Regions from separate parts of the Mus musculus genome. Here regions 1, 2, 3, 4 and 6 are each linked to region 5. The links are chromatin contacts, called in public HiChIP or PLAC-seq and promoter capture Hi-C maps. All regions are on one chromosome and are shown on one strand. The core of a region is the stretch at or near the end of the contact, and the rest is flanking DNA. Distances in the headings are between cores, read along the strand shown. Region 1 holds the start of Cops8 (COP9 signalosome subunit 8). Region 2 holds the start of Ilkap (integrin-linked kinase-associated serine/threonine phosphatase 2C). Region 3 holds the start of Scly (selenocysteine lyase). Region 4 holds the start of Ube2f (ubiquitin-conjugating enzyme E2F (putative)). Region 5 holds the start of Septin2 (septin 2). Region 6 holds the start of Per2 (period circadian clock 2).

What was found. Promoter capture Hi-C pulls out the DNA fragments that hold promoters and counts their contacts. HiChIP or PLAC-seq counts read pairs in DNA pulled down with a chosen protein or histone mark.
Region 1: a promoter capture Hi-C map of pre-B cells shows a contact between it and region 5, with 5 times the contacts expected there. The contact joins the promoter of Cops8 here to the promoter of Septin2 in region 5. A contact is called at or near these places in 2 of 39 promoter capture datasets (neutrophils and pre-B cells) and 1 of 9 other capture datasets (liver).
Region 2: a contact with region 5 is called in a promoter capture Hi-C map of pre-B cells, with 4 times the contacts expected there. The contact joins the promoter of Ilkap here to the promoter of Septin2 in region 5. A contact is called at or near these places in 3 of 39 promoter capture datasets (hippocampal neurons, liver and pre-B cells), 1 of 484 Hi-C or Micro-C datasets (B cells) and 1 of 9 other capture datasets (liver).
Region 3: a contact with region 5 is called in a promoter capture Hi-C map of pre-B cells, with 4 times the contacts expected there. The contact joins the promoter of Scly here to the promoter of Septin2 in region 5. A contact is called at or near these places in 2 of 39 promoter capture datasets (liver and pre-B cells) and 1 of 484 Hi-C or Micro-C datasets (B cells).
Region 4: a contact with region 5 is called in an H3K27ac HiChIP or PLAC-seq map of bone marrow-derived dendritic cells, with 11 times the contacts expected there. The contact joins the promoter of Ube2f here to the promoter of Septin2 in region 5. A contact is called at or near these places in 1 of 39 promoter capture datasets (liver) and 1 of 115 datasets of contacts at active chromatin or transcription factors (bone marrow-derived dendritic cells).
Region 6: a promoter capture Hi-C map of neutrophils shows a contact between it and region 5, with 4 times the contacts expected there. The contact joins the promoter of Per2 here to the promoter of Septin2 in region 5. A contact is called at or near these places in 6 of 39 promoter capture datasets (erythroid cells, hematopoietic stem and progenitor cells, hippocampal neurons and 3 more).

What each region holds. Positions count from the first base shown.
Region 1 is chr1:90,601,724-90,605,353 of GRCm38.p6, forward strand. Cops8 (COP9 signalosome subunit 8) reads left to right here and starts at 1,702. Exons shown (of 8, transcript NM_133805.3): 1 at 1,702-1,904; 2 at 2,652-2,722. The coding sequence starts at 1,827.
Region 2 is chr1:91,397,497-91,401,283 of GRCm38.p6, forward strand. It overlaps Ilkap (integrin-linked kinase-associated serine/threonine phosphatase 2C), which reads right to left and starts at 1,327. Exons shown (of 12, transcript NM_023343.3): 1 at 1,155-1,327. The coding sequence starts at 1,209.
Region 3 is chr1:91,296,458-91,299,814 of GRCm38.p6, forward strand. Scly (selenocysteine lyase) reads left to right here and starts at 1,881. Exons shown (of 12, transcript NM_016717.3): 1 at 1,881-1,991. The coding sequence starts at 1,939. It also overlaps the pseudogene Gm7785.
Region 4 is chr1:91,248,434-91,251,859 of GRCm38.p6, forward strand. It overlaps Ube2f (ubiquitin-conjugating enzyme E2F (putative)), which reads left to right and starts at 1,871. Exons shown (of 10, transcript NM_026454.4): 1 at 1,871-2,004.
Region 5 is chr1:93,476,674-93,480,419 of GRCm38.p6, forward strand. It overlaps Septin2 (septin 2), which reads left to right and starts at 2,320. Exons shown (of 13, transcript NM_010891.2): 1 at 2,320-2,395. It also overlaps a transcript of Hdlbp not described here.
Region 6 is chr1:91,457,331-91,461,162 of GRCm38.p6, forward strand. It overlaps Per2 (period circadian clock 2), which reads right to left and starts at 1,998. Exons shown (of 23, transcript NM_011066.3): 1 at 1,843-1,998. Gm35591 (a long non-coding RNA gene) reads left to right here. Exons shown (of 3, transcript XR_003948694.1): 3 at 1-440.

The sequences.
Region 1 (3,630 bases), core at 452-2,951, 2.9 Mb before region 5:
TGTGTGTGTCTGTGTGTGTCTGTGTGTGTCTGTGTGTATGTGTGTCTGTGTGTCTCTGTGTGTGTCTCTGGTGTGTCTGTGTGTGTCTGTGTATGTGTGTATGTGTGCACGCGCACATGAGATGTACACAGGTACACAGGTGATAACACTGTGCTGGTCTGCTGAGCCTGAGGCAGGCAGAGAGAGAAGTGAGAGTTAGGTTTGGAGCTTTTCCAAAAGTTCAAGGCCAGCCTGGGCTACTTAGTAAGACCTTGTCTACCAGTAAGTAAAAGGAGACCCGGGGGCACAGCTCAGTGCTAAAACTATGCACGAGGCCTGTGTTCCAGTCTCCAGTTCTGCCAGAGAAGACAGCAGGGGGCAGGTGTGGTGTCCGGACCATTGCTTGCTGTGTCTGAGCACTGACTAGGGTCTGGCTGGGTGTTTTTACCTCTCATGCCCAGAACTGAAATTCAGGCACCCAGGTTTGCAAAGTAGCAAGGAAACTTTATGCAAAAGCAAAGCCATACTACAGATCAGAAAGAAATATGCTGTCAAGAGTGACCGCTGGCCACATGAGCCAGCATACTCTAGAGCCCCAATTACTGTTTGGGGTTTTTATGAGCTTTGAGAGGAGTCTTATTGCTAAGGAGCACTGCATTCTGTTTTGATTGAAAAATTTTGCCGGACAGTGGTGGCACAAGCCTTTAATCCAAGCACTTGGGAGGCAGAGGCCAGCCTGGTCTACAGGGTGAGTTCCAGGACAGCCAGGGCCATACAGAGAAACCCTGTCTCGAAAAACCAAAACACACACACACACACACACACACACCAAAAACAAAACAAAAACAGAAAAAACAATTTAGTTATGTTACCTCCCTTTTCTATTGTGCATGTCTCAATATGTAAAATTATTGAATTTTATTAAATAATTTTATTATTAAAATGTATTTGATTTTAATCAAAAGCGTTCACAAGCACGCACAGGCAGAAGACAGTAAATAGGAGTTTCTCTCAGCAAATTCACTTAGAAGACATGGTTCACCCTCCTGGGCAGGCACCTAAAACCAATTCAGGCTAGATCAGACCTCCTGGCCTCATAATGCACCTAACTGGATTATTACTGAATAGAATCTGTTCGATGGTCCGCAGAGAGCGAAGAAACTTATCCCATTACTTGGAGAGGGTTTGTCTGCATGCAGTTCCATGCAGGTTGTGAACAGGGGTCCTGGTTTGCTGACAATTGCTAGGTGATTTTTTTTTTTTTTTTTTCAGAAAAAGGTGTGTGTGTGTGTGTGTGTGTGTGTGTGTGTGTGTGTGCGCGTGCGCGTGCGCATAGTAGGTGTAGGTGAGAGTCAGGCTGCTAAGTGAATTGTTAGAAGAGGGGTGTGTGCATAACCCAAACCAAGAAGAGTTTCAGGTTTGGAGTTTCTTGGACTTGTATGTAACACTTTAGCTTAGAAGAAGTACAGTTCAGCGCTCTCGAAACACGTGGAGGTCCAACGGTTTTACTGTTCTCCCACGGCAACTTTGGTTGTGGAAAAATGTAGTCCCGTTATCATTTCCCCGTGCGGATAATCCGAGCCGCAGCCGAACCCTTCCGGATCGCAGGGCTCTGACTCAGAAAGCCGGTTCGTCCTAGCCTGGGGCGGGTCCTCCAGAGCACCGAGACGTTGGGGCAGAGCGCTCGCCGCCCTTGTATTCCGCTACGGCGTCGCTCGGGAAGTGACGACACGCTCGCCCATGCGTACTGAGAGGCAGCTCCTTTACCTCATCGCGGGCGCGACGCCCCGAGGGCCAGCTTGTGCTTTGGTCTGGCAGAGGTGGTGGCGGCGAGAGCGGCCGGGAAGATGCCAGTGGCGGTGATGGCGGACAACGCCTTCAGTTTCAGAAAGCTGTTGGATCAGTGCGAGAACCAGGAACTCGAGGTAGCGCCGCAGGGTGGGGCGGTCGGGTGGGCGCCGTTTCCAGGGTAACGGGCCGGGCCGCGGCCTGCGGGGCGCACACTCCGGGTTCATCAAGAGATGCTGCTTCCATTTGTAACGTTAAGTTAAGTTCGCTAAATAGGCTGGGCGCAGTGGCACAGGACTCCGGTGGGCACACGTCAGGCGGAGGCGAGAGGATTGCCGGTGAATTCGAAGCCAGCTTGAACTATGAAAACCCCAAAAATAAAAAATAAAAATAAAAAAGAAAGAAAAAGGAAAAAAAAAAGGGAGGGCGGGGGCTCACGGACTAAAGGAGACAGCAGCAGCTTGCGGATGAGCCTTTAGCAGACCTTGCTGAATGAATAAAGATTGAAGAGAGACAGGCCTCTATAACTACCTTTTGGTAGTCTTCTGTCTTAAGCTTACTTAAGCTTTTAAGATAACGGCCAGAAAAATAGTGCATTAAGAACCTGTTGGAAGTAGTCCCCCCCCCCTTTTTTTTAATTTGAGACCTGACCTTCCGAGGTAATGTCACTTACATATTTGTGACTATGGAAAGAAACTGATATCCAACTGCAGATAAATGACAGCTCACAACAGATCTAAACTCAGGTTTTAACCTTTGATACTTCCCTAAGCATTTTTCTGCATCTATAGTAGTGCTGGAAAACTTACTTTTTAAGTTTTCATTTTCTCTTTTCTGAAAGTGTATTAGGAAGTGAGGCTTTCCCCTCTTTTTTCGCTCTCTAGGCTCCTGGAGGAATTGCCACACCGCCAGTGTACGGTCAGCTTCTAGCTTTGTACTTGCTCCAGAACGACATGTAAGTAGCACCTTTTACCTAAAACGAAAAGCTTCCTTGAGATGATGCAGGAGTACATGCAGCAGATAGGTGTCTTTTACTGTAATCCTGTTATATCTGTTTCCCTTTTTGTCATAATTAAGAATAAATAAGCTCGATATTTTTCTTGTCGTGTATGTCTTACATACACCTAAAAACATGGTAAGTTCTTGTGAGAAATTAGCATCAAGAACCAATGGAGTTTAAAAAAAAAATCATGTTTTTTTTTTCTTTTTACTTATATTTACTCAGAAACTGGGTGGTGGCGCACACCTTTAATCCTCCCACTTGGGAGCCAGAGGCAGGCAGATCTCTGAGTTTGAGGTCAGTCTGGTCTATAGGTCCAGCTCCAGTACAGCCAGGGCTACACAGAGAAACCCTATCTAAACAAACAAACAAATAAAACCAAAGCAACTGTATATGTACTCAGTAGGAGCAAAAAAGCTGGGGCTGGGAAGGAACACTGGGAGAACCAGGGGAGGTAGACATGTTTGAATTAGTCTTCCTGGGTGGGAGGCAGGAGCTTGAGAGGGCTAGAGAATAGAGGCCTGGTGCAGTTCCAAACCTACTGTGATATTTTTACAGAAACTACACTGAGTTTCTTCATTATACATATAATCGTGTGTCTTACGACTCACTAGGAGAAGGGCTCCAGATTATAACAGCACAGTGTATGCCTGTATTGCGAGGGATACCCAAAGCCTCGAAATGGACACATTGTTTGTACCTGAGTGGTTGTGTGTAAGTCTGTGGTTTGAATGTGTTGTTATGGTTTAGGATCTGAATTGTTAGTTTAAAAAGAACTCCTAAAAAAAATTTTTTTAATTAACCTGGGAAAAGGTTATTTCATGTCCTCCTTTTTTTTTTTTTTTTTTAATTGCTTTTCCTCA
Region 2 (3,787 bases), core at 77-2,576, 2.1 Mb before region 5:
GGGAGGGAAGGGGCATGGGGAACGCATGTATCTGCTAAGTCCCAAGTTGAGTTTAAGGTTTTAGGTCATGTCAAGAGAGCCTTGACCACGGAGAAGACCCAAAATAACTTTGGATAAAAAGCAATAGGGACTACTAATGATGACAGATTTCTAGGCACATCTGGCAATCCAAACTCTGGTCCGAGCACATTCAGACACAGGTTATACTCCAGTGACAGATGCAAGGCTGCCTGTATGAGGCCAGCTTTACTCACAACTGTAACGGTGGTTATCTTCAAAAAGCATGGCTGAATCAAACTCAGTCTCAAGGCCTAGTTACTTAGAAGCTTCTGTACCATCAGAGTGGTTGGTGGGGGTACGTAACGGTGCCACTACCAGGAACAACTGCAAAAAGAGGACACTACAAAGCATCTCAGGAGTCTGGAGGTGCGCAGGTTAAAAACCAAAGCACAGGTGTGAAGAGGACAGGTCAATACCTTCTCATAACCCCAAGCTCCAGCATTCTTCCATGCTAGCCCGTCCCGCTCTGCCAAGCTGGAGATCTGAGCCCTCCCACTTTTGAACATTGTTTCCTTGCCTAGAATCTCTGGAAACCATCAGCCGAAGCCCTCGCTAAAGGCCGCCTCCTTCCCAGGTCTTTCTCACTAGTCTTCGGGTACCGTTACTCCGGACGCTTGGCGTTTCCCACGGTTTTTAACCTATGCCTCTGCGATCAGAACTGAACTCTCTGAAGGCAAAGGCTGGGTCCTCTTCACCTTCCTATTCCGTGCCAAAGACCTTCCCAAAACGTGGGCTGCAGACGCCACCCCCCATCCCCGGCCTCGGTTATCTAGCCGTAGCGCCCTGCATTGGCTGTGCAGGCGCCCCGCACCAAGGGGCTGGAAGTCGGAAACTTGTTAAGTTCTCGGGGTTTCCAGGACGCAAACAGGCCCGGGACCAGGACATTCCGCTGGGAGTCTTGCTGTAGCCAAATTAAAGCCAGAGTGCCCCGACCCTTCGGCGCGGGACTTCGTGCGTGTGCCACGCGAGGCCTGGACAGGGACCGCGCGGTCGCTGCGGCCTCGGGAGCCACAGGCCGAGACTGAGGCGGCGGTGGCGCGAAGATGGCGGAGGCAGCGCATCCCGGCGCCGCCCTTTTCCCCCGCGCCGCTTACCGGCAGATGGCCGCGGCGCGCGCTCGGGCTCCGGCAGGTCCCCGAAGAGGTCCATGGCGGCGGGGCAGTGGAGCGGAGGCTCCGCGCTACCCTGGGCGGCGGCGGCGGCGGCGGCGCCGTCACTCACCGCGGGAGACCCTGCCAATCGCGCGCCGCCCAGCCGCCGCCCCAGAGTGCTACGCGCGGGGGCGGGGCGGGGGTGGGCTGCGCAAGCGCACGGGCGCTCTTGGCCTGGGCATTAGGTCCCGTGATAAATTGTTATGGCGTTTCCCCGGAAAGAAGGGAGGAGTGGCGCCGAGCCTGACATCCAGACAGGCTTTTGGCCGGAGAGGCGGGTCTGCACCTGTCCACTGTTCCCTGTGTGACCGAGCAGGCAAAGCACCTTCTGACCGCCCGGGAGCAGGATGGCGCCCAGCGGGGTCTCAGCTGTCCCACTGGGATAGAGACCAGAAAAAAACACCATCACTGGCCAAGCCACAAAAGTGACAAACATCCCTCATCTCAGCCACCAAATTTATGACGCTTTACCAATTACAAAGTTGTGTTGTGTATTTTCCCTGGTCTCAGAAAAGAGCCACTCATGGAATTAATTCCTCTTCCTACCATACAATCCACAAAGACTTCACTTCCTTAAAGGTACCCAAATTTATTGACTACACACCCCAATCCTACCAGCCCTTTCCAACACCACCTTACCTGTTTTTTTTGTTTGTTGTTGTTTTTGGTTTTTTTGCCAGTGTTGTGTGGACTTCTTGGTGCAGTAGGTAACAAGTCATTGCTTCCTTGCAAATGTAGACCAGATATTCTCTAGCTGCAATAGGTGGATCCACCCAGCTGACCTCCAAGCCACTGTTTGAAGTTTTTACTGCACTCAGACAGAACTGTCTCTTCCTTGACAGATGTAGGATTTTGAAATAACAGCACTTTGTCTTTTGTCCATATATCTCATACACTTCTCAGCCCATCCCAACTTGATATCACTATGTTTTTAAAGCAGCTCTTGCTAAGTGTCTTAGGGTTTCCATTGCTGTGAACAGACTCCATGACCTAGGAAACTCTTATAAAAGACAACAATTGGGGCTAGCTTACAGGTTTAGAGATACAGTCCTTTATCATCATGGCAGGAAGCATGGCAGCATTCAAGTAGGCACGGCGTTGGAGGACCTGAGAGTTCTACATTTTCATCCAAAGGAAGCCAGGAGCAGACTTTCCTCAGGCAGGTAGGAGGAGGGTCTTGAAGCCCACCCCTAAAGTGACACACTTCCACCAATTAGATCACACCTCTTCCAACAAGGCCACACCTCCTAATAGTGCCACTCTGAGGGCCAAGCATATTCAAATCACCACACTAAACTTGATTTCCCACTCCTGCAAATAGACTCGTCGGCCACCATTCCACATGAATTCTGGCAGTGTTTGCCATGTGGCCTGTCTTTCCCTCATATGTATGGACATCTCTAATCATTACTCCATCTCTACCTGGTTTACAGCTCAACTTCTGGCTGCTAAATAAAATCTTTTGTGGAGACAAGAACTTGCTCAGTAGGCCAGGCTGGACTTGAACTCACAATGCCTCTACCTCCCCAGTGCTAGGACTATATATAAATCTCTGTCACCACCCCTGGCAATTGGAATTCTGACCTGACCCTAAGTTCTCTTCTGTTCTCTTTCCCTTCATAATCTCCATGCACACCAGGCTTGAACTGCTGCACCTTTGGACATGACTCGTTAATTTTCCTACCACCAATAGATCTCTGGGTTCCACTAAGTGCCAAGAACGGGTTATGGGTAATCACAGTACCTCAACTCCCTGACAGATTTCATTTTCTCTCCTACAAATCTTTTCCTTAGTCTGTTGCTTGACTTAAGATACTTGGGCAGAAAGCATGGCAATAGGAGTATGTGATAGGGGAGGGTCTTCAGTTCATGATGTATAGGAAACAGAGTGGAAGGACATCAGAAAGGGACCAGGATAACATAATCCAAAATGACAAGTTCTCAGTCACCTACTTTCTTCAGTATCCACTTCCCACCATCCTACCACCTGCCAACAATCTATTAAAATGTTAAACCTGCCAATGAGTTAAAACTTTCACTAGGTCAGAATCTTGTGATCTAATTGTTTCAGAAAGCACACACTCTCCTGCCCTCCCCCAACTATGCATTTTACTAATTCTGTAGACATCTGTTAATCCAGTCAAGTTGCCAGGCAATGGCCGGCGTCACAATGCCCGTGTGCAGACACTGGTGTGGACTTAAGTTTTCTGCTTCTTTGACTAGACGAGAAGAGTATGTTTGTTTGGTTATATAATGAAAGCATATTTAGTTTTGGAAGAAATTATCAGTGTGTTCCAATGTGGTTGTTCCATTTTACCTTCCCACCCATCCTGGGAGTGCCTGCTCTTTGTATCTGTGCCAGCATGCCAGCATGCCAACATTTGTTCTCAGTCCTCTGGAGTTTAACCATTCTAACATGTGTGTGGTTAAACTTTGAAGTCAAATTCTAATTACAGACAAGTGCATGAATCATAAAGCTAAATGACTTTCATAAACCACACATAGCCATATAACAAAGATCCAGAATAAAAGATTCTGTGCAGTCTACACACACACAAAGCAGGCATGACCTCCTG
Region 3 (3,357 bases), core at 631-3,130, 2.2 Mb before region 5:
CGTTTTGCCATAATTTTCTCTGTGAAGATGACCAGTTTGAGCATCAAGCCAGCTGCCAAGTTTTAGAAGCAGAAACATTTAAATGTGTTTCCTGCAGTCAACTTGGCCAGCATTCATGTCTCCGCTGTAAGGCTTGTTTCTGTGATGAACATACAAGGAGCAAAGTGTTTAAGCAAGAAAAAGGAAAACAACCTCCTTGCCCTAAATGTGGGCATGAAACACAGGAGACAAAGGATCTTAACATGTCAACACGCTCCTTGAAATTTGGCAGGCAGACTGGAGGAGAAGAAGGGTATGATGCGTCGGACAAGTATGGAGATACTGGATACCATGATGAGGAGGAGGAGGATGAAGCAGAGGATGAAGAGGAAGAAGATGGGAAGGACTCAAATGCTGAGTCATCAGATCTGTTCAGTAACTTGAATTTAGGAAGGACCTATGCCAGTGGCTACGCTCACTACGAGGAGCAGGAGAGCTAGGAGCTGCCCCTTGTTGGCACTTGTGGGAAGAGCAGGCTGAATCTGAGGATGCTCAGACGGACCCTCCCTTGCCTTGTCCAAAAGGCCAGTCACACTGGGCTCGGGAGGTTCTAGCAGTTTATAGGGATGCTATGTGAACTTGCAGTGTATGTAAAGTGAGTTAGATGTATGACAGATGGAGCATCATGGATTGGGTTATTACTGAGTTCAATAATCGGGTGGGTTTTGCCAGCTAGAAACATAATAAAATACACGATAAAGGAATAGAAAGCAAATATATTTATTTGAAATTAAATTACCGTCTTTATTAAAGGCACTGCTTATAAATTCATGTCTCTGATTTTACAAAGTGTAATGGGTAAAATTACCATATTCTTTTTCTTATTTCAATCCATACAATGAGAGTCATGTTCAGTTTTTCACTGACTTCATGCTGGGTAATGTTCACTCTGCATTAGCGGTTGCCATGTTCACCGTTTTCTTACAATGTCTATCCAGTGCTTGTTACTGTCTCACTGACAGACAGAAGTCTAGCTGTTTTCATCCACATAATGGCAGGCAGGACTAGTGTTGCTGATGCTTCACCCAGAGAATCTCATTTTACAATAAAGTTAGCATTATACTTGAAAAATAAAAAATAAAACACACGTTCAGAACTCACTTTGTAGACCAGGCTGGCCTCGAACTCACAGAGATTGGCCAGCTTATGCCTCTGGAGGGCTGGGATGAAAGGCCAGTACTACTACTGTCCTGCTTCACGCCTTTCAATTGTTTAAAAAAAGATTTTTATGTGTATGAGTCTGTTTATGCGTCTGTCTGCACTTACATACGAGCACCATGTGCATGCCTAGTGACTATAACCTTCCATAATTTTAACAGCCCTGCTTAGCTCACCTCTGATCTAGATCGCCTCAAAAGTATCAACACATAACTTCCTAATTTCAGGCAATTAAATCATTCGCGAAGGCGGATGTGGGGTATCCTATGTCCAGCGAGCACTAGCCGCCAACCCTTCCAGGCGCTCAGTCTTGGCTGCTGCGGTGCCTCTCATTGCACCGCGCATCCTAACACTTTTACTTCCATGAACTTTGCGGCGACCGGTGAAGTCACTGGTCCTTCTGTCACTAGTGACAGCCCAGGGAGGTGGGCTCCCAGAGCACGGTGCCAGTAGCTGGAGCACCCAGATGACTCGCCATGAGCGGCGCGCGCTTTGCCGATGACCGGTTAGATAGGACCGGCAGCGCGGTGGCCCTACTAAGGTAGTCTCCAGCTCCGTCCCACTGCCACCTGACCCCACATGACCAATCAACCAGTCAGGGGCGGAGGCAGGGCCCGTGCGGCTCACAGATTGGCCAAAGCGCGAAGCGCAGCCAATGCGGATACTCCGGGACCCGAGGCTCCGCCCATTCAGAGACTTCGGGGCGCTCAGGCTTGGGGTGACCTGCCGGCGATCAGGGGGATGGACGCGGCGCGAAATGGCGCGCTGGGCAGTGTGGAGAGCCTACCCGACAGGTGCGCTCCCTTCAAGGAGCCCGCAGGGCCTAGGGACACCTGGGGGACCTCAGTGAGTGTATGGTGAGGCGGGAGGAAGGGACACGCAGAAGCGTCCGGCCACAGGAACCGGGAGAGAACAGGCTACCGCCCAAGCTGAGGGCAGAAGGGGGCCCACGGGTGACAACTGTGCCGAGTGTGGCCACATCATCCTCCCGCGTTTCGGGCTTCTTCCCAGGGAATGGGCTCTTCCTGGAGGTTGGAACTGGCAGCCGAATCGCGATTATCTGCGTTTTACAAGAATCGCCGCTGCTTAGAGTCTAGGATGGCGTGGCTGTGGGACGGGGGGGAACGGGGGGGGGGGACGGGACTTTGGGGCCCATTTGACCACCCGAAGGTTTAAAGTGGGCTTTGGGGCGGGAACCCTAGGAGCACCAGGACAGTGGGGGAGACCTGCCTTCTCTTGCTGTCCACTGGGCTGTGGGACCTCCTCCCCTGGCGCGCAAGGAACCGGAGGTCCTGGCTCAGCCTTCTCCCACCCAGGAATGTGTTATACCAGAAGCCCCCTCTCCATCCCCATCTCATTTTTTTCTTCTTTCTCTTTTCTCTTTTACCCCCGGTCCCTCCTCCACCTCAGCCCCATAAGGCCTCGATATGTAGTCCAGGCTACTCCTGCCTTCTCCGATATGGTGGAACTTGCCTATAATCCCAACACTGAGGACAGGAGGATTGTGATTTGGAGGCCAGCTTGGATCACACAGTGAGAACCTGTCTCATAAAGGCCTAAGCCTGGTGGCTTGAGCCTATACCAGACGTTTATTAAGCAGTTTCACTTTCTCTAGGAAGCCCGCTAATAACAGAGTCAATCGCTGATAAAATGCAAACCATAAACCAGTTCGGCCAAGCTATAGATGGGAAAACCAGTCACTTGGCAGGCCTATGGGTGTGCAGCACTTTGGGGGCTCTTTATTTCTAGGAAGGAACAGACTTGGGACACAGGCAAAGCCTGCGGCAATGGGAATTCCAGCCCCAGGGTGGTCAGGTAGGTCCACATTACAAAGCCCAGCCTTGCAAGATCAGGTGACTGCGTGGCACTTAAAGCAAAGATAGGAGATGAAAGCTTCTTCCTGCCTGTTCTGCCGTGCTCCCCTGGACATAGTTGGGCAGTGTGTGCTGGCTCACCACTGCATCGGCTTGAACACTGGTTTGATGTAAAACCAAGTGAAATAATGACTGTTTTCAGGCCCGATTGCCTACCATAGAGATTTCCGAAGGTCTGGGACCCTGGTGAGAACACAAGCAGATAACTCTCCTTAGGGAGGGTCTCTGGGGCTTTGAACTCTGTGTCCTGTGGATGAAGTTCCTACATAGGAAGACAAAGCCTGCT
Region 4 (3,426 bases), core at 621-3,120, 2.2 Mb before region 5:
TCTGCCTCTTCAAGCCCTTATCTTTTCTCACCAGAACTTTGCACAAACTCATGCAGTACTTGCCCAATAACACTGGTTCTGAACACCTGCCATGGGTCCAAAGAAGAGCGGGGAGAGCAAGAGGGGGTGCCGGGGTGAGGAGCCGTAAGAAAGTGCTGTTTAAGCTTAGGAAAACAAGACAAGCGTTAGCTGAGCAAAGGTGTTTTCCTGAAAGAATGAGGCAGCTTGTCATAAAGAGTTCACTTGAGTACTATAATGGCTATTCCTGGTTATCAACTTGACTATATCTGGAATGAACTACAATCAAAATTGGAGGACACACCCGTGATCCAGATGTTAAGGCTGGAAGACACAAGTTTCTGATCTGGATCACAATGAAAATCCCTTAATATAGAGAGACATTCCATAAGCTCTGTGACTCTAGAGGACGCTGATTAATACCAGTACCATCTCTTCTGTGTTTGCAACCTCCCTTAGATCAAAAGCCTTATTTGTTTGTTTATTGAGACAGGATCTCACTATGTAGCTCAGGTTGCCCAGGAATTCACTATGTAGACCAGTCTGGCAGGTCTGCCTCTGCTTCCCCAAATGCTAGAATTAAAGCCGTGTACCACTAGGCCTGGCTGCCTTTTACCCTTTCTATCTGTGCAGGAGTGTGTATCTGATGGAAGCTTGAGCGTGTGTAGCCATGTGCCACATGGGGTGGTCAAAGGATAACTTTCTTCCACTTTTTTGTTTGTTTGTGTTTACAGGATCTCATTGAGTAACCTTGGCTTGTTTGGAACTCTATGTTATCTAGGCTGGCCTCCAACTCCTATGTGCAACCCAGCTCTGCGGGGGATCTCTTCCCCTCAATGGAAGTCAGGGTACTTGGTCCTAATCTGAGGACTCCTCTGCCTCACATCTTCCCGAGTTTGGAAACAGGTCCTCATGCTGACAAACGCTTTACTCCCTGAACCCAAGTGCCTCATTTCAAAAGAAATCTTAGGGTCTAGGGTGTGGGGGGAGGGGGGAGACGGGGGGGGGGGGGAGGCGGGGGGAGGGGGCGGGTAGCTCAAAGGTAGTGCTTTGCATGTGAGACCTCCTGAGATTCATTCCCCAGAATTGCTAAGAAAATCACTGGAAACCTGACGCTCCTTGTTCTTTTCCACAGAAAATATCCTCTTTCCAAGGCCCTACCTCTCTAGGAGTCTTGCCGAATTCTCTCCCAAAGTAGGCTATCTCCAGTCCCACAGGGACTGAGAATGCATACCACACGAGCTGCAAGTAGGATGCTGCACATGGAACCCCAAGGCCTCAGGAGGTAGGGTCTCTCTACATATCTCTGGCTGTCCTGGAATTCACTATGTAGACCAGGCCTTCCTCTTGTCTCTGAGCGCCGGGACTGAGGTATGCGCCGGAACTCCCGGCCTGAAGTAGATTTTTAAAAGTGCATATAGGAATATGAGAAATTAAAAAAATAAGGAGCAGGAAGAGTGTCCTCACACCCAGCAGCCACCTCTAACTATCCCATGGCCTTAACGCAGCTGCAAACCGGTCGGATTCTTTGCGTTCAGGAATGGTGCCGGGCACAGGAACTTAGCTCCACCAGCAGGCACTGCACTAGTACGATATTCCTAGGGAAGCAAGCCGCTAAATGAATGGAAACAAACCGGAAGGCCGCTAGGCGGTCGGGGATGCTTGCGCTTCGGTGACCAATCAGCAAAGGTCTTGACACATGGCCCACCCTCAGGCCGTGCTCTTCACCAATGAACGAGGGCCGACTAGTTGACCTGTGTATGTCCTGTGACTGTCCACGAGTGGAGCTGCCAATAAAGTTCTTTTGTAGCTTTGAATTTTTTTTTTAAAGTGCCCACTGCGGTCACGGCGCAGTCCCCGCCCCGCCACTTCCGGTCTCGCCGCCGGGAGCCGGTGCGGCTGTGAAGGCCAGCGCGACTCAGTGCCGCTGCTCCGCCGGGCATGGTTTTGGGTGCCGGCTCGCCTCGCCTGACTCGCGGTGCTCAGGTAAGCTGGTCGCGCGGGCTGGACTGAGGCCGAGGCTCCTGTCGCCGAGCGCCAGGCCGGACCGCGAGGTCGGCGGCTGACGGGAAGCGCTGGGCGGGCAGCGAGCCCCGGCGGCTCTAGAGGGCCGGGCCGAGGCGGACCCCGTGCCGCCGCCCGCAAGGTCACGGTGCGGAGCTCGGGCCGTCCGGGAGGCCGAGGCCGAGGCCGCGGCGGGGAGGCCGCTGCCCCTGAAGGGAAGCGGGAGGTGGACGCGGCCCGCCACGGCGACGGCGGGGAGGAGGGGCGGCCGGCCCGCCTGGCCCGGTTCGGTCCCTGACCCGGTTCCGCGGCGTGTCACCCGGGGTGTGGCCTTCTCCTCGGCCGGCTCAGTTTCCTCCGTCTCCGGTGGGCATTGGACCCACTCCTCGGCGCTGCCGGTGGGTTGGAGTTGCTGGGGAAGGCTTCCCGGAGGGGCTCTTGGCCTGTGGGTAAAAATCTGCTCTCCTTAAGAACCTAGTCGGGCTTGGCGGTGAAGGGAAAGAGGGCATCCCAAGACCTGGTTATCAGATTGAACCGAAGGTTCCAGAAATGAGCAGGGTGGTGTTGAAAAACAGTGAGGTGGCTGGGCCTGGTGCCGAGGCTTCCTAGCTGTTTGGGCCGAATGTGGGGAGCTGGGCAGTAGGCAGAGTCATAGGAAATTAAGGATAGTGATTGTGGGGAGCTTCAGGAACAGAATTAACAGGAGTACCTGGACAAAATTAACTTGATATTCAGTACCCAAAATCAAAGATGAGCTCCAGAAGTGGTCAGTCAGTAAGCCTGGCAGGTTAGATACCCTTGGACACTCATGCTGTACGGTTTAAGTCCCGATCTGTTTCTTTCAGCTTGGAAGGTTAAACGGCCCTAGTGGCCCCTAGTTCTCTTAAATGGCTTAGATTGGAGCTGTCAGTGAGGAGTTAGCCTCACTGTGAGCCAACTGGCCCTGCATAGGTCACACCAGCCTGATTTCAGCACAGCACATAGGAATGCTGAATAAACATGACTTGATGAGACTGGTAAATAACAAGTTGCAGTCCTCTTTGGATGCCCTAAAAGTTGGTCCCACCCAGAGGAGGAACTAACTGGGCCAAATACAACTTGTGGAGTTGGAAACTGAGCATGCTGTTCAGAATAGCTGATCGGTTCCCAAAATACTGCCTTAGTCACAGTGTGATTTTCGAGCAAAGGGAAGTTTGGGTCAAAGTGGGGTTTTCCAGAGGTGGGACGTGTTGAGGAGGGAACGAGAATTCTGAGGCAGCTTCTACCCTTTTGATAGTTTGAGTAATTTTTTTTTTGTTTGATCCCTTTGTGGAGATTTAATTTTCTGATTGTGGGGACATTTCCAAATGGAGACTTTGGTTTATTCCCTCCCATGCTAGTGAAAGTGATACAGATGATAGAAAA
Region 5 (3,746 bases), core at 1,070-3,569:
TCCTGATCTTTCAATACACAGTGCTGATTACTCCACAATACAAAGCGCTGGATTACTGATTTACAATCACATTCTTTATGAAGGATTTTCAACAAGTAATCATAGTCTACTTCCTATCTCTTTTACATATTTCCACTATGGGCTTTGCAGTAAGTAATCATAGTCTATTTTCTATTTCTTTTATATACTCTCATTATGGTACAAATTAGCCTGCAAAATAAGCTTTCTTTCGCAAGTGTTATCTTCTACAGGAAATCATAAAGAGCTAGAAAAAAGGGAAAAATGATGTTTTTCTATCTCTGCACCCCCAGAATCCCTAACATGTGTGGCACTCGGCTCTTTAATGTTAAAGAAATGAGGTTATTAGGCTGATATTAGACATTTAGAAGGTCAAAATAAAACTAAAAGAAATGTACTTGAAAGCCTATTTGGCCACTGAGAAGTGGGCCTGCCCACAAGAGAGAGAGGAAAAAAATAAGGATCTGCTTGTGTGTGTCCCTGTCTATTCTGACCTGTCTGCCTCTTTCGGGTATTCTCAAGATGAAGTAAGTGTCTAAGCAGTGCAGGCCTCTAACCAACGCTACCAACAAAGCTTGGGTGCCATTGGAAATTACTTAACTGGTTTTCAAAAATACTATTTCTGAGACTGGAAAAGATATGCTCCATTATCTCTAAGTTTAAAGATGTCATAATAGGTTAAGAGTTGTTTTGAATCCATAAGTAGTAATTCACTTAAAAACAAAACAAAAGCCCAAAGCCCCTTTTAGAGCTACATTAAATGACTGCTTTTAAGTATCCCCATAGCTAACATAATTAACAAATTTAGCCTATGGGTACTTTAAATCTTCAAAACGTAAGCTTAAGCAATAGGTTTCACCCAGTGTTTTCCTATTCACACCCGATTCCATAATAGAAATTTAGCTTGTAGCTACTACTAGCTTCAAACAAAATTTTGTGACTGGTTTAACTGGGCTTCAGAAAGTTACTAAGAAAGTGGCTCTTTAAATGGACACCAACAAATATGTGAAGTCATTGTTTGAGAGCTTAAGGTGACTAGCAAAACCCAAAGCTGAAGGGCGAGCCAAGTTGTAAGTGAAGATTATAACCCTCCAATTTTCCCCATGCTTTATCCTTGTCTGTAAAGATAATAAAACCCAAGACAGTCTCCTTTGGTTCAGTTATATCGTATGCAAACACATGCCCAGTCGACCCTCCAATCTTCTAATTCAGACAGGATATGCAGTGTAGCCTCGAGCACTGGGATACTTTACTCAAAGTAATAACGCACAAAAAAACCACTCCCTCACAACAAGGCATGTGTCAGAACAGTTCGGAATACCGACACTGTGCATATCACCCACTAGGGTTGCGCGATTGCTGTTTCTTCTCTGGGGAGGTACTCTAGGGTGTTTTCCTATAGAAAGGCCTTGGTGAAAGGCCTAAGGTAGGAGTTTACGATCGCTGACCAGCCAGGGGACCTCCTGCGATTGAAGGGAAGGACAACCCGAGCCAGGCCGCAGCCCAGTACTGCACCTTCCCAGCCAGCTTCAAGCCGGTCGCAGAGAGCAGGGCATGCCGCAGATCTCTCCGCCCGCCCCAGTCTGAAAGAGGGTAGGGGGCCGTGCCGGCTCCGCCCTCCCCCGCGGGGCATGGGCTCACGACCACACAGGAAGGCCACGTCCCCAGGGACAGGCACCACTCTATGGTGTGCATGGGGGGGGGGAGACCCACGTGACCAGCACGTAGCCAATCCCGGGACGACAGCCCGCCATAGAGACGGCCGCAGAGGCGGCTAGAGATGCCCGCCGGCAAGTCACAAGCGCCCGCCTATCCCGGCTCGGTGTTCCTAGCTCGGTGCTGCCGCCATCTTCCAGGAGGAAAGGATAGAGGCAAAGGGCTCCCTCCCCTTCACTGCTCCGCACTCACGCTGCCACCTGCCCGCCCCCGGTCGTCTCTCGCTCTCAATGGACACCTTATTCCTCCTTAGTAAATATCCTTCCCACAACTCTAGTTTCCCATAAAGCGGAGAATCTCGTTACCTGCTCCTCTTTTATTAGCGTGAGGAATCCAAGCTCATAAGGTAGGAACTGTGGCGAAACAGGAACAAGACGCCATCTTGGTAAAGGAGAAGAGGCTACGCTTGACCTCCCCCCGCCCCCAGCCTCTATATGGCCAACCGCCGTGGGAGGGGCACAGCGCCTGCGCAGAGGCGGACGGCAGGATCGCGTCCACGCTTGCGCTCTGCATGCAACCGCGGAGGAGGGGACTACTCGGGGCCCAGGAAGGAGTTGGCAAGGGGCGGGACGGCGCGATGACGCCATCTGTTCGCGCGCGCTCTACTGGGCGGGGCAGGTCCGTGCTCTCGCCTGACGAGCGTTCTCCGGCGTGTGAGCGGGTAAGTGTGTGGCAATGTGTACCCACTGTCGCGCGGGCTCGAGTTGAGCTGGCTGTCCTGAGAAAGGGCTAGAGTTCTGCCCTCGCCCGGGCCGCCTAGGCGGTGATAACGGGTACGGAAGTGAGCGCGTGGGGGAGGGGCGGCCGCACCCTTAGTCCGGGGCTCCAGCGATGGATGCCTGGCTGGCGTCGTCCCTTCGAGGACAACTGGACGGGCGGCCCCCATCTGGGTGATCCTGCTGGCCAGGTCCAGGGCATTGGGGCGGGCGTGGCTGGGCCCAGTGAAGTTATGGCGCACAGTCCAAATACTATGTGGTGGAGAGTCGGGCGTTAGGTTCACATCTACGAAGCACTTGCGGGGCCATCTTCCCACGTAACGGTGCCATTTCGTCCTAGGGATGAAAAGGACTAGTCACCCTGGGATGTTAATGAAGTTCCCCAATTTAAGGCAGTGACAGGAGCGTTATGGAGTGGTTTGTCTGCTGTGGCCTTCCCCGAGGTAGTGCGACGCTAGACAAAGGGCTGCAGCCCTGTAAGTGACACGGGAAAGGGAGCATGGAGTGGAGGCCTTTGACTGAGAAGCCATGAAGTCTAACTCTGAAGCGGACCGCAGGCCCAGACCACGCCTGGCCCTTTTGTATCTTCCGGCCTCATTTGTTAGTGGCGCCTTGCCTTGTCCTGTACTACGTTTCCAGACTTTCAACACATAGAACTTCTAGTTCAGACCGTTGTGGTCTCTATGGCTGGTTTTAACCCAGTTTACTCCTCGTGTCTGGAGCGCAGTTAATCTCGAACATTCTCTGTCTAATGTTTATCTGTTGTGTAGTTCCTGTTCGCTGCTTGTTATTAGTTAGGACTCTCACTGGATTCGATATCCTTTAGACGGTTTAAGTGTTTCTCTGGCGTCAAATATTGGGGTCCCTACTGTCTATCAAGGGATTTAAGTTTTAGGTTTTCAACCGGGCGTGGTGGCGCACGCCTTTAATCCCAGCACTTGGGAGGCAGAGGCAGATGGATTTCTGAGTTCGAGGCCAGACTGGTCTACAAAGTGAGTTCCAGGACAGCCAGGGCTATACAGAGAAACCCTGTCTAGAAAAAAAACTTAGGTTTTTTGTTTTTTTTTTTTTTTCCTTAGTAGTGAAAATTGTTTTAGTATCTTAGATACATTTTTAAAATCCGTCTTGTTAACATAAGGAAAAACAGGAGTTTTGAAGAGGTCATAAAGGCTGTTTCTTCATGATGCTTCTAATTTGAGACTCCTTATTTTCAATGGCTTTTCTGGTAGTTGCCATTCAGGAATTCTTTGCAATACCCAGCATTCAAACTGTCAGTGTGTGCTGCTATATCTAATT
Region 6 (3,832 bases), core at 748-3,247, 2.0 Mb before region 5:
TGTTCTCCCAGGAGTCTGGTGCTAAGCAGCTTCCCACAAGCATTGGGTGAAGAGGGTTCCGCAGGGCTGTGGGCTATGCGTTTCTAGTCACTTAACACAGTCATTTTCAAGGGTCACTCCAATATCTAGTGAGGCTCTTTCTTCTTTCTCCATGCTCAGCCATTCACCAGCTCCTCAGAGCTGGAGCCGGGGGTCCACTGAGATTGGAGGAAATTATACCATTATAATAGGCTCCCATACCTCTCAGGGTTTTCTAGGTTTGGAGTTTGAGAGAGGAGCTGTATAAATATCAGGAACCTCTCCTAGTTCATTTAAGCACAGCAGCTACGTCTCACACAGGGACGTTATGTGACACCAGCAGGGTTTCACAAACTTCTCACATCTTAGTTAGGCAGGTGCCTGAGAAAAGGGTCTGCAGATACAGAACTCCAAACGTGCACAGGGCCAGATCTCAGAGACTGTCTCAGATGAGGAAACTGGAGCCCAGGGTAAGCCGAGGTACCCAGTAGCTGCCAGCTGGCTGATGCAGGGCTCCCTCATTGCTCAGTACTCCAGCCTCCACACACAGCCTGAGCTGCGCCACTTATGTACCAATGAATCACACCAAGATGACAGTGACAGATAACTGCAGCCACCCACAGTACCATTCCATTCGGGCACACTGTACAGCTACCATTAAAATAAAGGAGTCCCTGGCTTTCTTAGATTCCAACAACGTACACAAAGTGGTGCTTTCCATATCTTAAAACACACACACACACACACACAAAACCGACTTTTTTAAATTAAAGCCTTGAGGCAGACAGACTCTGGTTATCAGACGAATCCGACCTAGACTCCAGAGACTAAGACAGAGTGGACATGCTTCCCTTCAGGTTTGCACCTCTGGTAAGCATGTGGACCAAGGAGGAGAAACAGATCCTGAGACTGCCAGGCCTGGTTTTTACAGTGGTACAGCTTGCCAGCCTGTGGCTGTGCCTCTTCAAGCTAGGGGTTACCCTGGATGATTTCCAGGGAGCCTTCTGGCTCCCTTGTTCCGTATGAATCAGCTTTCCAAACTGGTTCCTTGTGTATACGTTACAGAAACCCTGGCAACCAGGGTTCTTGCAGAAGAAGCAGGCCACCGCCCACCTCTTGGTCCATGTCTGTGCTTGGCAGCCAAGGTATGTCTCAAAGGATGACGATGTGACTGCTCCAGCTTAAGAGTGGACCTCTCCCCCCTCTCCTGACATACTCCCAGTCCATCTGGAGACAGGAAATACTGGCGTGGAGGATGCCACGGAAATCAAAGTGGGTGGACAAAGTGGTCTCCCTGACATAGGGGCGGGGAGGGGCAGGTGTGGCTTGGCACTGGGTATTTCTCTGTTTAACCCCTTTCCCACCGCTGGGAGTCAGTGCCTACCAGTGGTCCTTCCCCCAGGGCCAGACTTGACTCTCTGAACTCATAGCAGGAAGCCAGCTCCTTAGGGGACCCTCTGGACCCATCCTAGGAACAGTTTGCACTGACCCTGGCTTCCTTGGACAGCACCATGGGAGTCGGCGTGCTCAGTCTGGTGTCGTGATCACTCAATGTCTCTGTGTCCTCGGACAAGATGCCTAACTAATCTCTCCGACCTCAGTGCCTAACCTGAGAAATGGGGACAGCAGTGTGAACCTGGAAAAGGGTCACCGCGCAGTTCCATCTACATTCTGCCGAGTTGCAGCCGTTTGCACAGTCGGCAACTCCTGGCTCAGGACCCCAGCTCCAGCTGTCCGAGCCGCCGGTTACGTAAGACGACCACGGCCGTCCAGGTCCGCGCCACCGCCCAGCACCGCGCCACCGCCCAGCGCCGCGCCACTCACCGCTTCGCCGCGTCAACCCGCGCGTCTGTCCCTTGCTCGGCCCGTCACTTGGTGCGCTCGGCCTGCGCCGCAGCCGCCCGGAGCCGCTAGTCCCAGTAGCGCCGCTGCCGCCGCGTCGCCCTCCGCTGTCACATAGTGGAAAACGTGACCGCGCGCGCTGAGCCCGCCCCTGCGCGCGCCATTGGTCGGAGTGCCACCTCATTTGCATACTGGCGGGGCGGAACCTGAGAGCTACGCTCATCAATTGGTGGAGACGCCCGTCGCTCTCTTTACATAAGACGCACATGGAACTCCATGTTCGCCGCCCGGGTTCCTCAATGAAGATGCTGCGCGCTCTTGCGCCCCCCCGCGCCCGGGCGAGTAGGCTCGTCCACTTCCGGCCTGCGGGACTTCCATTCACCTGGCACGGCGGTGGCCCGCTCGTGCAGCCCCGGAGTGGCGCGTACCACTGCGGCGCGGGGGAATGGTGCTTGGCCGCTGCGCAACTCACAGCCGGCAGAGACCAGGGCCACCGGCCTATCACCTGCGACGACGTGACCAGCCTCGGTAATCCGAAGGACCGAGAATGCTCTCTGCTGACACCTTTCGCTCATCCAGCCCAGTTCATTCATTTCCCCTCTCATTCATTCATGGCGAGACGCTTGAGGGCAAATAGGACGGCCCCTCTGGATCTGCTGCTGAGCACCTTCCCAGGACAGGCTGGGTGACCCTAGGACAGGCCCCCCAGGCTGACCGTCATTCCAGATGGGCCAAAGCACAAAACTCCCACTTAGCCTTTCTTGTTTCTGAAACTGCGTGTTGCTAGTTAGTGTTGATTCAGGAAATAAGGTCATAATTGCCGTGCAGAGATACAAAGGAAAGAAGTGATTTCTTCCTGCCCTCAATCACATAGGGAGAGAAGACTGACGTTCTACAGGGAAGCTTAACCAAATGCGGTGGTGTAGTTTATTAACCTTACAGGAACTATGGAAGCGGGGTGTGCATCTGGAACAGCAGGGCTTTTCTGAAGTGGAAGCTACAGACACTAGCTAGTCAGGGGAGGGTACTCCTCCAGTGATAGGACAGCCCTGCCCCTGTGGAACCTTGGTTGAAGCTATTTGGTTCTTTCAAGAGCACTGTCTGGAAGCCTACTAAAGCGTTCAGGCTCCTGTCCAAAGGGTCAAAGGAGGGAGTAGAAGTTTCCTCGGAGCGGGTTTGAGGCTGACAGAGAACAACCTAAAGACTCATGCAAGGTGTGATGGAGAAGGCAAGCTTGTCACGTCTTCCAAGGGTAAAAAGGTCATTTGTCATTGCCAGGGAACTTGAAGCCTAGTAGCATCCACTACTCTGAATCTTCCCCTGGGGTGTCCTAGGAACCAGGAATGGAAAGGAGGCAAACATTAGCAACAGAAGTCTGCTAACAAACTGAGCTGCTGGTGTACACAGCCGGCTAACCCACATTCAAGAATTCCGTGTGGGAGCTACTTCTTTCTGTCTGCCTGGCAGGACAGGCATGCAATTCCTCAGATGCAGATGGGGGCAGAGACTAAGTTCATTTCAGCAGCCCTTTCCAAAGAAGCCCTGGGAAGCCAGATGTTGACTCACACTGCAGGGGGCAGGGCAGCACCTCTGGTTCCTCTGACACTGACACCTCACCACACTCCCCAACACACACAAACACTGAGCAGAGCTGGGCCAAGCTGCACCCTGCACACACCCAAAGGGCCTTTTGTTTCCTCGCTTACATTGACGGCAATGGTGGCTACATTGTTCTGGAAACAAGAGTACACAGCTCATCCACCTGGCAGAGTCTCCTTCATGCTCAGCTTTTTCTTGTCTTGCTCTACATTTGGCCTGCAATGTAATGTCACAGTTCCTCCCTAAGTTTAGCCTTTTCTATTTCCACCAGTAAGTCTAGAAAGACATAGTAATCAATTCTTTTGGAAACACAATACTGTGGGGACTCTAGAACTCTTTGGAATCTAATTTGTCTCTGGTTTTGGTTGGATTC